2 separate regions of the Gossypium hirsutum genome follow, and region 1 is linked to region 2. Evidence: chromatin contacts called from public Hi-C data. All regions are on one chromosome and are shown on one strand. The core of a region is the stretch at or near the end of the contact, and the rest is flanking DNA. Distances in the headings are between cores, read along the strand shown. Region 1 holds the start of LOC107912554 (pyrophosphate-energized vacuolar membrane proton pump). Region 2 holds the start of LOC107912453 (N-alpha-acetyltransferase 35, NatC auxiliary subunit).

Evidence for each region. A called contact is a pair of places that touch in the nucleus more often than the background predicts.
Region 1: a Hi-C map of leaf shows a contact between it and region 2, with 2.3 times the contacts expected there. The contact joins the promoter of LOC107912554 here to the promoter of LOC107912453 in region 2. A contact is called at or near these places in 2 of 34 Hi-C or Micro-C datasets (callus and leaf).

The regions. Positions count from the first base shown.
Region 1 is chrD08:24,056,783-24,062,504 of Gossypium_hirsutum_v2.1, forward strand. LOC107912554 (pyrophosphate-energized vacuolar membrane proton pump) reads left to right here and starts at 2,853. Exons shown (of 9, transcript XM_016840789.2): 1 at 2,853-3,197; 2 at 3,296-3,597; 3 at 5,220-5,722. The coding sequence starts at 3,333.
Region 2 is chrD08:23,670,240-23,675,539 of Gossypium_hirsutum_v2.1, forward strand. LOC107912453 (N-alpha-acetyltransferase 35, NatC auxiliary subunit) reads right to left here and starts at 1,372. Exons shown (of 16, transcript XM_016840641.2): 1 at 1,007-1,372; 2 at 460-527. The coding sequence starts at 1,133.

The DNA.
Region 1 (5,722 bases), core at 1,603-4,102, 390 kb after region 2:
GGATTATTATTTAATAATCACAACATTACTCATAGTGATTACTATGTCTACGATCCTCAGACTTGAGATCATCATTATCCCAATATCGTGAGTCGTATACTTTGATATAATTAAACGTCCACCATAATTGGTTGTTCTATAAATGCTGATGTTGGATATACTATAATCTATGTAGTGGGATTGGTTGATCAATATAGAATTTGTCCCTCCTAAAAATGGGAGCAATATCCTAGGCCACTTGATTGAGTGAGACTATAAATGCATGGTCATTCTCGAATAAGTTGATATGAGATATCATACTTATTTGTTTTTCATAGTCTACTCAGGATATCAAGAAGCATTAGATGGACTATGCAAGTGTGACTATTCTATGACTTATGTCCATTCTAAATATAAAGAACAAAAGTATTTAATACATGAAGGGTTAATCACAGAAAAGTTATGTCGAATCATGACTTCTTGTAACTTAGGTAACAATGATGCATTGCTAGATGCCACTCATTGTTTGTAATATTAGAATCGTTCTAGTATTACTGCTAACAATACAATAACCTACAGGGTCACACCCTATGGTTGAAACGAACGGAATCCAAACATAGTTGATATTGCGTTTAGCTGTCAACATGAATTAAATTGATTATAGAATTAATGTAATTGGACAGTTATATATCGAACGAATTATATGTACAAGTATGTTGTATACATAATAAAAAATATGGTTAAATTAATATATGTTTGATTCGTATAAAATTTAACTAAAAAATAATTTACCTAAATTCTTGTTATAATTATTGTAATTATAATTTAGGATCGAATATTATTATAATTACTGTAATTGTAATTTTTTTGGTCAAACATTTTTATAATTATGACAATTATAATATTTGGTTAATTATTATGATTTGATTCATATAAAAATATTAATGATTCCCAAATTAGGAAATATAGGGTTTTTGACAAAAACCTAATATACTTGAAATAAGGGATGTGTGAGGTCTAGCAACCGTCAAGTAATTTTTCTCTCTAAAAAATTTTTAGAGAGTACTTACCGTTCGTTATCACACTGGGTGGATTATGTAGAGGCCGAAACGTTTTTGTAATGGCTTGGAATCGAAACACAATTGTGTAATCTACTTTTTTTTATTTTTCAGACGATTAAAGGTAATTGTTCGTATCCTTTTCACCCCGATTCGTTCCTTGCACATGGATCCCTGGATGTGATCGTTAGATTTAACTTTTCGCTGTGCCATGGGGTGTACTGGTGATCCAACAATTGATTCAGGTCACATATGATGGTTAAGGATCTTATTGATTCAAATTTATGCACTTTGAAAAGTAATATCCTCCATCGATTTTCAATTATGAAGAGTAAAAATCTATTGAGAAAATCTCTATTGGTTCTCCTTGTGTTCAAGATGAACTTATGTGGCATTTTTTGAAAGATGGAATCTACAATGCTTGATAATGGTATCAGTGACTCATATCTTGACCTCGTTATGTTTTGGCACAGTGACATATTTAGCCCTAATGTTTATCCTTTTTGTCACTTTGGCTTTAATACATTTTTGTCACTTTAGTCCTTAACCTTTCTAATTTAGTCAAATTGTTGCTTGTTGGAAGGAAAAGCTAACTAGACTATTAAAATTTTAAGTACATTAACTTGGTAACTTGCGTGATTGTCCATGTGTACTTCATAAAAATTAAAAATAAAAAATAAAAAATTTAAAATATTTCAAGAAGTTCAAAAAGTTCATACTTTTTTTTTCTTTTATAAAAAAACTATCCATGTCAGTAATGAAGTACATGTTGATTGCCATGTAAGCTACCATGTCAACATCTTTAAAACTATAGGAGTTTAATTAGTTTTTTCATCCGGAAGGCATCAACTTGGATATATTTGAAGGGTTGTGTATCAACATGATAAAAAAAATTAGGTCCAATTTGACAAAAGAGATAAATGTACTTAGAAGCTAAATTCTTTTTTTTTTTAAATTTAAGTGTGTCCAATGTTGGCAATGGCTTTTCTCATAAGGGATGGAAACATCTATGGAATCTCAAAGTGGTTCATAAGATAAAAAAGATTTATTTGGAGATCTTGTCACAATGAGGTTGCTACCAAAGAAAACCTTGTTAAGAGATTGAGGGAAGTGAACCCTAATTGTTTGAGATGTGAGGAGGAAATGGAGTTAGTTGAGTGTGCACTCTTTTTCTGTCCCTTCACCAAGGTAGTCTAGGGAGTTTCGGGTTTTAGGTATTGATTTTGGAGGGAGGATTCTCAAGCTTTGAGGACTGGTGGGTAAGCATTTATGCGCACCTTCTGTTCTTTTTGTTCTTAAAACTTGCTCGCCCTTATGTGTTGGTATATATGGAAATTTGACAGTCACTCCCTTTTTGAGGGCCCTCCTCTAACTTGATAACGGTTTGGCAACAAGTGCTCCAAGACTTCACTTGCTCTTTTTGAGTCATTAACTCATAGTAGGGGCCCTCAATTTTAGGATGCTCAAGGGAAAAAAAGATAAGAAATGGTCTAATGTAATTCTTGAGTCTGATTGCTTTAATGTGATTGCCAAGATATTATTCTTGTTTTTGTTTGTTGTGAATTGTTTTTGGTTATCAAATTATGAAAAGTAGTAAAATATGGTCCACCTATTTACTTGTAAAAGTGAAAACACCCAAAAATCTAAAACAATTGGGAAAAAACAAAAATAAAAAAATTAAGTAACCATTTTTATTTGAAGGATGTTTTCTTAATGACCGGATGGTTAATCCACACCATGAGCTTCAAACACTCTTCTTCCTGTAGTAACTGTGTTTGTTAAAGAAGCAAAAAGTTGCACCGCACCGATCACACTCAACAATACAGAGCAACGAGTAGTTATTGCGGAATAGAATTAAAACAGCAAAAAAAAAAAAAAAGTCGTTCCAACCGATCAAATACCTTGTGATTCTCTCTCTCACGCGACTTTTATGAGTGACATCTCTCTTATAACCAACATTATTCTGTCAAAAAAAAAAGTTCTTTAATTTCAAAACTAGTTATAAACTCTCTTATAACCAACTTTTATGAGTGACATCTCTTATAAAAACTTCATTTTATGAGAATAAAAATATACAAAGTTAAAAAATAGTTAATAAAACGTTAACGAATTTTCTATCTTTAGCCCTTCCATTCTTTCAGGCCAGCGAAGCATTTAAAGGCATTCTCACCACAAACTTTTCCTGTATATAATTATTATAAACTCTCTCTCATTTTCCCCTCCCCTCGCTGACAAACATTTTTTTCTCTCACTTTCAGCTTTGCATTTCGTCTCTTTTGGGGAAGGTGGTTTGATATGGGGGCCTCCTGGATTTTGCCAGATCTCGGAACCGAGATCCTGATCCCGGTTTGTGCCGTGATTGGAATTGCCTTTTCTCTCGTTCAATGGATTCTCGTTTCCCGGGTCAAGCTCTCTCCCGGTCGAGACTCTGGTGCCCCCGGTAACAACGGTGCCGCTGGTAAAAACGGCTACGCTGATTACCTCATTGAAGAAGAAGAAGGTCTCAATGACCACAATGTTGTTGTTAAATGTGCTGAAATCCAAAACGCCATCTCTGAAGGTTGGTACCCTCTTCACTTTTTATTTTTTAAAGCTTTTTTCGATCTGGGATTTCGAAAAAAAAAAAAAAGAGAAACTTTCGGTCTTTCCTTATGTTGTTTTTGTTTTTGGTTTTCACGTTTGAATTACTTAGCCGTAATGGGTACTCGGAAAAAAACGTGTTTTTTTTTTCTCGCTGTCGTGAGACATTTCGATTTTTATGTTGTGAAAGTTTAGATCTTCAGTTTCACATTATATTATGTTATTTATTGATATTGGATTTCTTGGTTTGTCTGTATAAATTTTGGTGATGTGGTTTAACTTAGAAGAATGAGTTTTGGAGCACGAGGTTTTCTGTTTCACCATGCTTTCCTTGTTAAAGTTTTAGTTTTTATTTTTAAAAAACAAAATATTCTTATATTCATTTTATGTATTCAAAAGCCATGAAAAACTACAGCATGTACAAGCTATCTTTTATTTATATATATAAAAAAATGTGTGCTCCAATGAGTGTTTTCTTCAGATCGAAGTGTATGGTGATGGGGTAATTTGGAGTTTGGACCCACGTGTATTTATTAATTATATCTTACAATCAATATATGGTTAAGCTGGTGTGTTGATTTTCTGTTTGCACATTGAGAACATAATTGAGATCTAGGCTTTTTTCTTTCCTTTTTGTCTTTTTGGGTTTAAACTTTAGGTTTTGTAGCAGAAGCCATAATGGCATTGAAAGACTTTTGGACATTTCCTCATAATTGCATGCTTACTATGTGAAAATTTGTTCCAACTGATTAGTCTTCAGATTTGGATTTCAATGGAAAACTGAATGTTCAGGAACTAAATTTATTAATGAAATTCAACCCCTTTCGTTGAACTTGAACTAGATCTGGATATATTTAGAAAGAAAAACTGAAAAAATAGATCTGGAAGTTTTACTTTTTATGTGGCCTGATTTAAATTCCCAGTGGTTTGAACTCTTCAATTTTTAAAAAAAATTATGTGGGGCCTGAATTAAGTTTCTAGTGGCCATAACTCTTCACTTTGTATACTCTGAAAGAGTTACTTAACAAAGATATAGAAATGGATGATTTATTTACTTTGAAATATTTGTTTAGTTTCCTTCCTTTTTTACTGCTGTAACTTTTTTTTTATCTTGCTTGAATTGCTGTCATAGTAAAAGCTGATTTGAGCAAATGATGCACTGTTTCATGATAGATATGCTTAACACTTTGTTTCACTATTTGAAAGTTGACTGCTTTTGAATCTTTTCTATGCTTCCAAGGTTGTAACATACTGAGCTATTTTTCTTGTTTGTTCTGCTTTTTGTGAGATCTAAATGGTAAATATTACTTTTGTTAAAATGCAAATTTAACGATACTTTTTTAATTGCTCTCAACAAAATGAAATTACTTGTCTAATAGAGAGGAACTACTTTTTTCTGTCTGTTATGTCATTGTTTCTATTGCTTTACATGATGATAGTAATAAGAACACTCTGGCTTGTTCTATAGACAATGTTCGTGACAATATGCTTTTCCTACAAAGAATTCAGTTTATATCTTATTGTTTTGTTTGTTGCCTTTTCTGCTGGTAATTTTTTGAAAGACTTCCCAGTTAGCAAATATTTTGATTTATGAGTTTACAGGTGCAACCTCATTTCTTTTCACCGAGTATCAGTATGTTGGCATTTTCATGGTTGCTTTTGCAATCTTGATTTTCCTCTTCCTCGGCTCCGTAGAGGGTTTCAGCATGAAGAGCCAACCTTGCACATATGACCTATCTAGGATGTGCAAGCCTGCCCTTGCCACTGCTGCGTTCAGCACCTTATCATTCTTGCTCGGTGCAGTCACTTCAGTTGTTTCTGGCTTTCTTGGGATGAAAATTGCTACCTATGCAAATGCTAGAACCACCCTTGAGGCAAGAAAGGGAGTTGGAAAGGCATTTATTACTGCATTTAGATCTGGTGCTGTCATGGGCTTTCTTCTTGCTGCAAATGGCCTTTTGGTGCTTTACATTGCCATCAATGTATTCAAGCTCTACTATGGTGATGACTGGGGTGGTCTTTTTGAGGCAATCACTGGTTACGGGCTTGGAGGTTCATCCATGGCTCTTTTCGGCAGAGTTGGTGGAGGAATCTATACTAAAGCT
Region 2 (5,300 bases), core at 122-2,621:
CAAGAAATAATCCAAACTAAAACCCACACATGCGCAATTGCACATGGAAGGACTCAAACCTGGGTACTCAGGACCCAAGGCCTCAACCTTTGCCACTATTGTCAAGGCTTTACTGGCAATAAAATAAAATAAAGTCAATTTAATACATATTAAATGGAGGTATTTTTTTGTTTATGTCAGATTTATGTTAGTAAAGACATCACTTGATGTTTGAGAATAGGATCAAGCATTCAAGTGTCTAAGTGACCATTGCAACAGACCCTCATTTGGAAATATGTTAATAGCTCAAACACTGACAATGTACAAATCAAGTTGTAAAAGCATAAATGGCAGAGAAAAGTAAACCTAAAAAGAAAACAAAAGATCAATTATCATCTTAACTAAGATAATGATAACTTCCAAGAAAATTACAAAAGATCAATTATCATTCAATAACCAAGAAGTATCAAGTATCAACACCTCTAAAGCAGACATGGCAGCAAAAAGGTTGAAATTGTCCCCATGAATGAGCTCTCCATCTCTAAGACCTGTGATCACCAAGCATTGCTGAATAGCTAAGTGATAAAGCGAAACCCAGAAATAAAAAAAAACTAAACAAATAAGGTCTTAATCATCACATGAATGCACCCACATTTTCTCTCTATATTTGGCATAGCTTCACAACAGCAATGATAAGATTTATAGTTACTTAAAGAAAAACTATGATTCGATAATAATTTTCTTGCTTTGGGTGATCATAAATAAAAGGGAGAAAGCCATAGCTTTCATAAAGTTAATACCTTCTCTTTCCCCTATTTATTTTCTCTACTACAAAAAAACAATAACTTTCCACACTTCAGTTACCAAAGAAACTGAAAAATTTTACTCAACAAGCAATAGGGTTTAGGGATTCGCTGTTAGATCTCCTAATCAAATATAAAAAGGAAATGGTTTTCCTTTTTTGACTTTTATTTTCCCGAGAACCAAACAGAGGTTTAAGGGGGGAGAAAAGAGGGAGAAATAGAACCTGCACAGGCGGCTTGAAGGAGAGGCGAAGCGTCGGCCCAGACAGTGGTGTCGCTGGCGGGAATCGAGGCAAGCTTGGGTGGTTGGCCGTCGATGGAGGCTTCTTCATAAACTGGCTTATCAGCCATTAGGTTATTGAGTTGAAAAGTTTTGAACAGCTGAGGATCTCAAGCAGTGAGCGAGCGAGGTTGAGGTTGACGATGGTGTTTTCTTTTCAGTCTTGGCTTTACAGTGCCAGTTGCCACAACAAACCTCGTAAAACCAACAGAGCTGAGAGAGGGTTTAGGGCATCTTCTGGGTCGGGCCGGGTCCCCCCTCGCTCCATATCAACCTTTTCTCAACCCAACAATTCTTTTCTCTCTTTCTTTATGAAATAGAAATACTTTTTTTTATTTTTTATAATAAAAAATAGAGGGATAATAGCAAAATTTACCTCTGTACATTAACGAAATTGTCAATGTAGTACCTACATTTTTAATTTATTATCTTGATACCTGTACTTTTCTTCAGTCTATCATTGTGTACTCGGATCTAACATTGGTAGTTTCTGACATAATATGACACGTGAACAATCAATAAAGAGACACGTGGCAGTGGGCCACAAACAAAAGCAAAACAGTCACGAAAGACAGAAAGAGGGACTTGATAGAAATTTTACCTTTCATTTTTTTAGGTTAAAATTATTAATAAATAAAAAAATAAGAACCCCATCTTCACTCTCCTGCTCTAGATTCTTTTACTTAATAGAAAAATTATTTTCAAACTAAAAATACAATTCATCTGCACAAACCCAGAAAGCAAAATAATTGATAAAAGTCCAAACTCAAATTTAATTTGTATAGAATATGTACAAAATTTGTTTACATACAATAACTCCTTCAAACCTGAACACTGATATCCTAAAATTCATTTGTGATTTTGTGAAACCTTATACATGATTTGAAACCCAAGTCCTAATTCTAGATCAAATTTCCTAAACCTTAAAACTTGAAAAAAAAAACTAAAAATCTTAGAACCCTATATTTCAAAATCAAAGCAAAATCCCTACAGAGCAAAGAATTGGAGCAGCAGTTGTTCTTTTAAGTGCTCAGCAGCGATTATGGAAGATTTGAGGCGATGAAGACTGCATTGCACAAGGAATATGATTGCTCTCTAGATTCCGAGCAAGGATCGGTTTGAGATGGGCCTAGTACGACGCTCGCTTACCCTTGGTGGCTTTCGTAGATGGGTCTTCCATGGAAGACGAAGGGGATTTAGATGGCAACAAATGGACAGTGGAAGCCATTTTTGAGTCATAAAGGTGTTTGGGATTGATTGAAGTTATTTTTGAGTTATAAAAATGCTGAGTTATGAAGATTGAAGACATAGCTTGAGGAAGTTCAAAACAAAAAACTTAGCTTAAGATAGGATAGGGAGACAAAGAGACTTTACTTTTTTAGCTTTAAAAGGTTTCTGAATTTATTGATTGTCTTACAATTTTTTTTTGTTGGTATCATTACTCTTTCGTGTATCTTATAAATTTTTAATAATATATTTATTTTATTTATTCTTTTAATGGGCCAATTTACATATATATATATACCATTCTCTAAAAATTTATCGATTTATATTATTTTTGGAGAGAGAAAAAATGTATTTTCACTGATCTACTAAGAACAACACGCTATATAGGACGCGTTTTCTTCTCTTTCCTAAAAATGTGACATATGTGGCGTGTTTTATTTGGCAGATCAATAAAAGAGCACCCTGTAGGACACGTTTTATGTGCAACAATAACATTTGCCAACGGGCAAAAAATCCAAACCGCTACTTTTTTCCTATATAAACCCTTCAATTCTCTTTTTTTTTTCAATTCAACTTTCAATTTTCACAATTTGATTCTCAATTTATTGTTCTGAATTTGTTATTCTCAATTGTCAATTCTCAATTTATTATCCTAAATTCCCAATTCCTGAATTTTTTTAAAAAATTATTGTATAAATCCTTTGATTTTATCTTATTCGATGGCATATTAGTTTATTCATTTAGATGACAATCACATCTCAGGCGTTCAATTACAAATGGTAAGAAAATATTATTTAATAATTTAATTCTAATCCATTAATTATATGATGTTAAGAAATTTTTATTAAATTATTTAATTTTAAATACTTATTTATTGTTCAAATTATTGATTTTTATGTTATATACTTAGGTCGAAGATTAAATTTTGGATATGTACATAAATAACTTAAGTGAAGATGCATCAGAGGTCATTCATGAACTCTTGCGAGATGCAAACTTTTTAGACGCAGTTTGCATGCTTGGGGGGACCAAATTGGATTTCCCACTCATCAGTGTTTTGGTGAAGAGATGGAGGTTGGAGACGTACACATTTTATCTTCCCTACGACAAATGTACAATTACACTCGAGGACGTCAGTTTACAACTCGGTCTACTACTATTAATCGACTTGAGAGAAGTGGGACGACTTAGCTAGAGATCGACAGTGCTGGCAACATTGTACCGAGAAATGTGTTGAGTGACGATACCAAAAAAAGCTAAAATAGGCAGTTGCATGTTCTTGCTTCAATCGTAGGCATGGTATCGACCACCATTTCTATGCCCCCAAGTGTAAGTCCTTTACGAATTCCCACTCTTATCATGGTAAAATTCATTTGATAGTATTGTTATCATACCAAAATTTTCATTGTTTTAATTTTGAAATAACATATTTTTTGAACAGGTGGAACAAACCCACGAGACACAGCGGTATACCGACCAACCTCAAAGACATTCGACTAGCTTTAGATAAACAAACAGAAAAGGAGGTTAATTTATTAATTTCAAAGTTATTGGTTTTTTACTCCAACATTTGAAATTAAATATTCGACACTTGCTAAAATTTATAAATTCGTACTGCAGTTTGTATGGATGTCATACGCGGATTTGAGGATACAAGAATGCATCCTAGACGAATTTTTGGCCAACCGCAGCAGCTAGCACATAAAACTGCCATTGATCGCCTTTACAACGATTGAGATGCACAAATCCAACTAAGTGATGCGACAGTTCGGGTGTATGCAACATATTTTATCGCAACCTCAGGAGCTCGAAGACTTACACAAGATCGACATGCGTAGGAGACTCGACGAAGATTAGGCAACATTCCACAAGAAGTATATCGAGTTCTAGCAGTACAGGTACGATTACTTGCCAACACGTGAACCATTTCTCATGCCAGAGTTGGCGACATCTTCGGAATATATGGACTAGTTCATGTATCATAAGAAGTCGTACGTACTGTCGGCTTTAGAAAGAAGTAGACAACGTCGCTGTAGGAGACCAAAACAAGGACCCATCAATCCTAGGTTGGGAGAAGATGTTGTGGAAGAACCAACATATCTGCCACATGCACACGAGGACCTGATTACGGTGTAACCTCCCGGTCAATATAGTTCATTTATTCCTGTCACAAACACTTTTTATATTACACCATCATCACAACACACATAATCGCCCTGCATCAACACTAGTTTATTTTACACAAACACAACATCACGCACAATCATTCCCTACACTGACACATCCATCACCAATTTATTTCACACAAGCATCACAACATGTGCAATCATTTCCTGTACTGGCACAACCACCATCGGTTTATTTTTTCACAAGCACTATAACACGCGCAATCATTCCATGCACCGACACCTTCTCCAACGCTATATGTCGCACAACCGCAACTCACCATATTGTATTACATGCCTTATGCGACAATTGCACAGACGCATTCGGTATTTTCGATAATGTCACAATCACTCCCAACATCGTTATTCTTCCGAGTTAGGTTGTCCTCGCATATGCCGACTCGATCGGGAGGATGCAATATGGCGACTAGGACACAGTCACAGTCATCCACGAAGGAAGGAGATGAGGTCAGTGATCAACCCTAATATGCATATAAAGATGAGGTCTAAGTCCCAAATGAGTCGCTAGCCTCAATAGTGTGATGGCACACATTTGAGACATCATTGATTATGTTTATTTCTAATTTTTCGAAGTTGTTTAATTTGTTCTACATTCTTAATGTACACTTATTTAAAATATACATTTATTGTTTACTACAATCGGGATGTATGTACATAAGTTTTTAAGCTATGGATTTTGAATATGTTGGGTCATGCCACAAACATTTATTGTTTATTGCATGAACGTACCCATGTTGATGACATGTCGTCGCTCTGTATCATTTTTGTATTAGCCCATGTAGTTAGACCTTATGCAACATAAACAAATACCTATGGTGTACACGA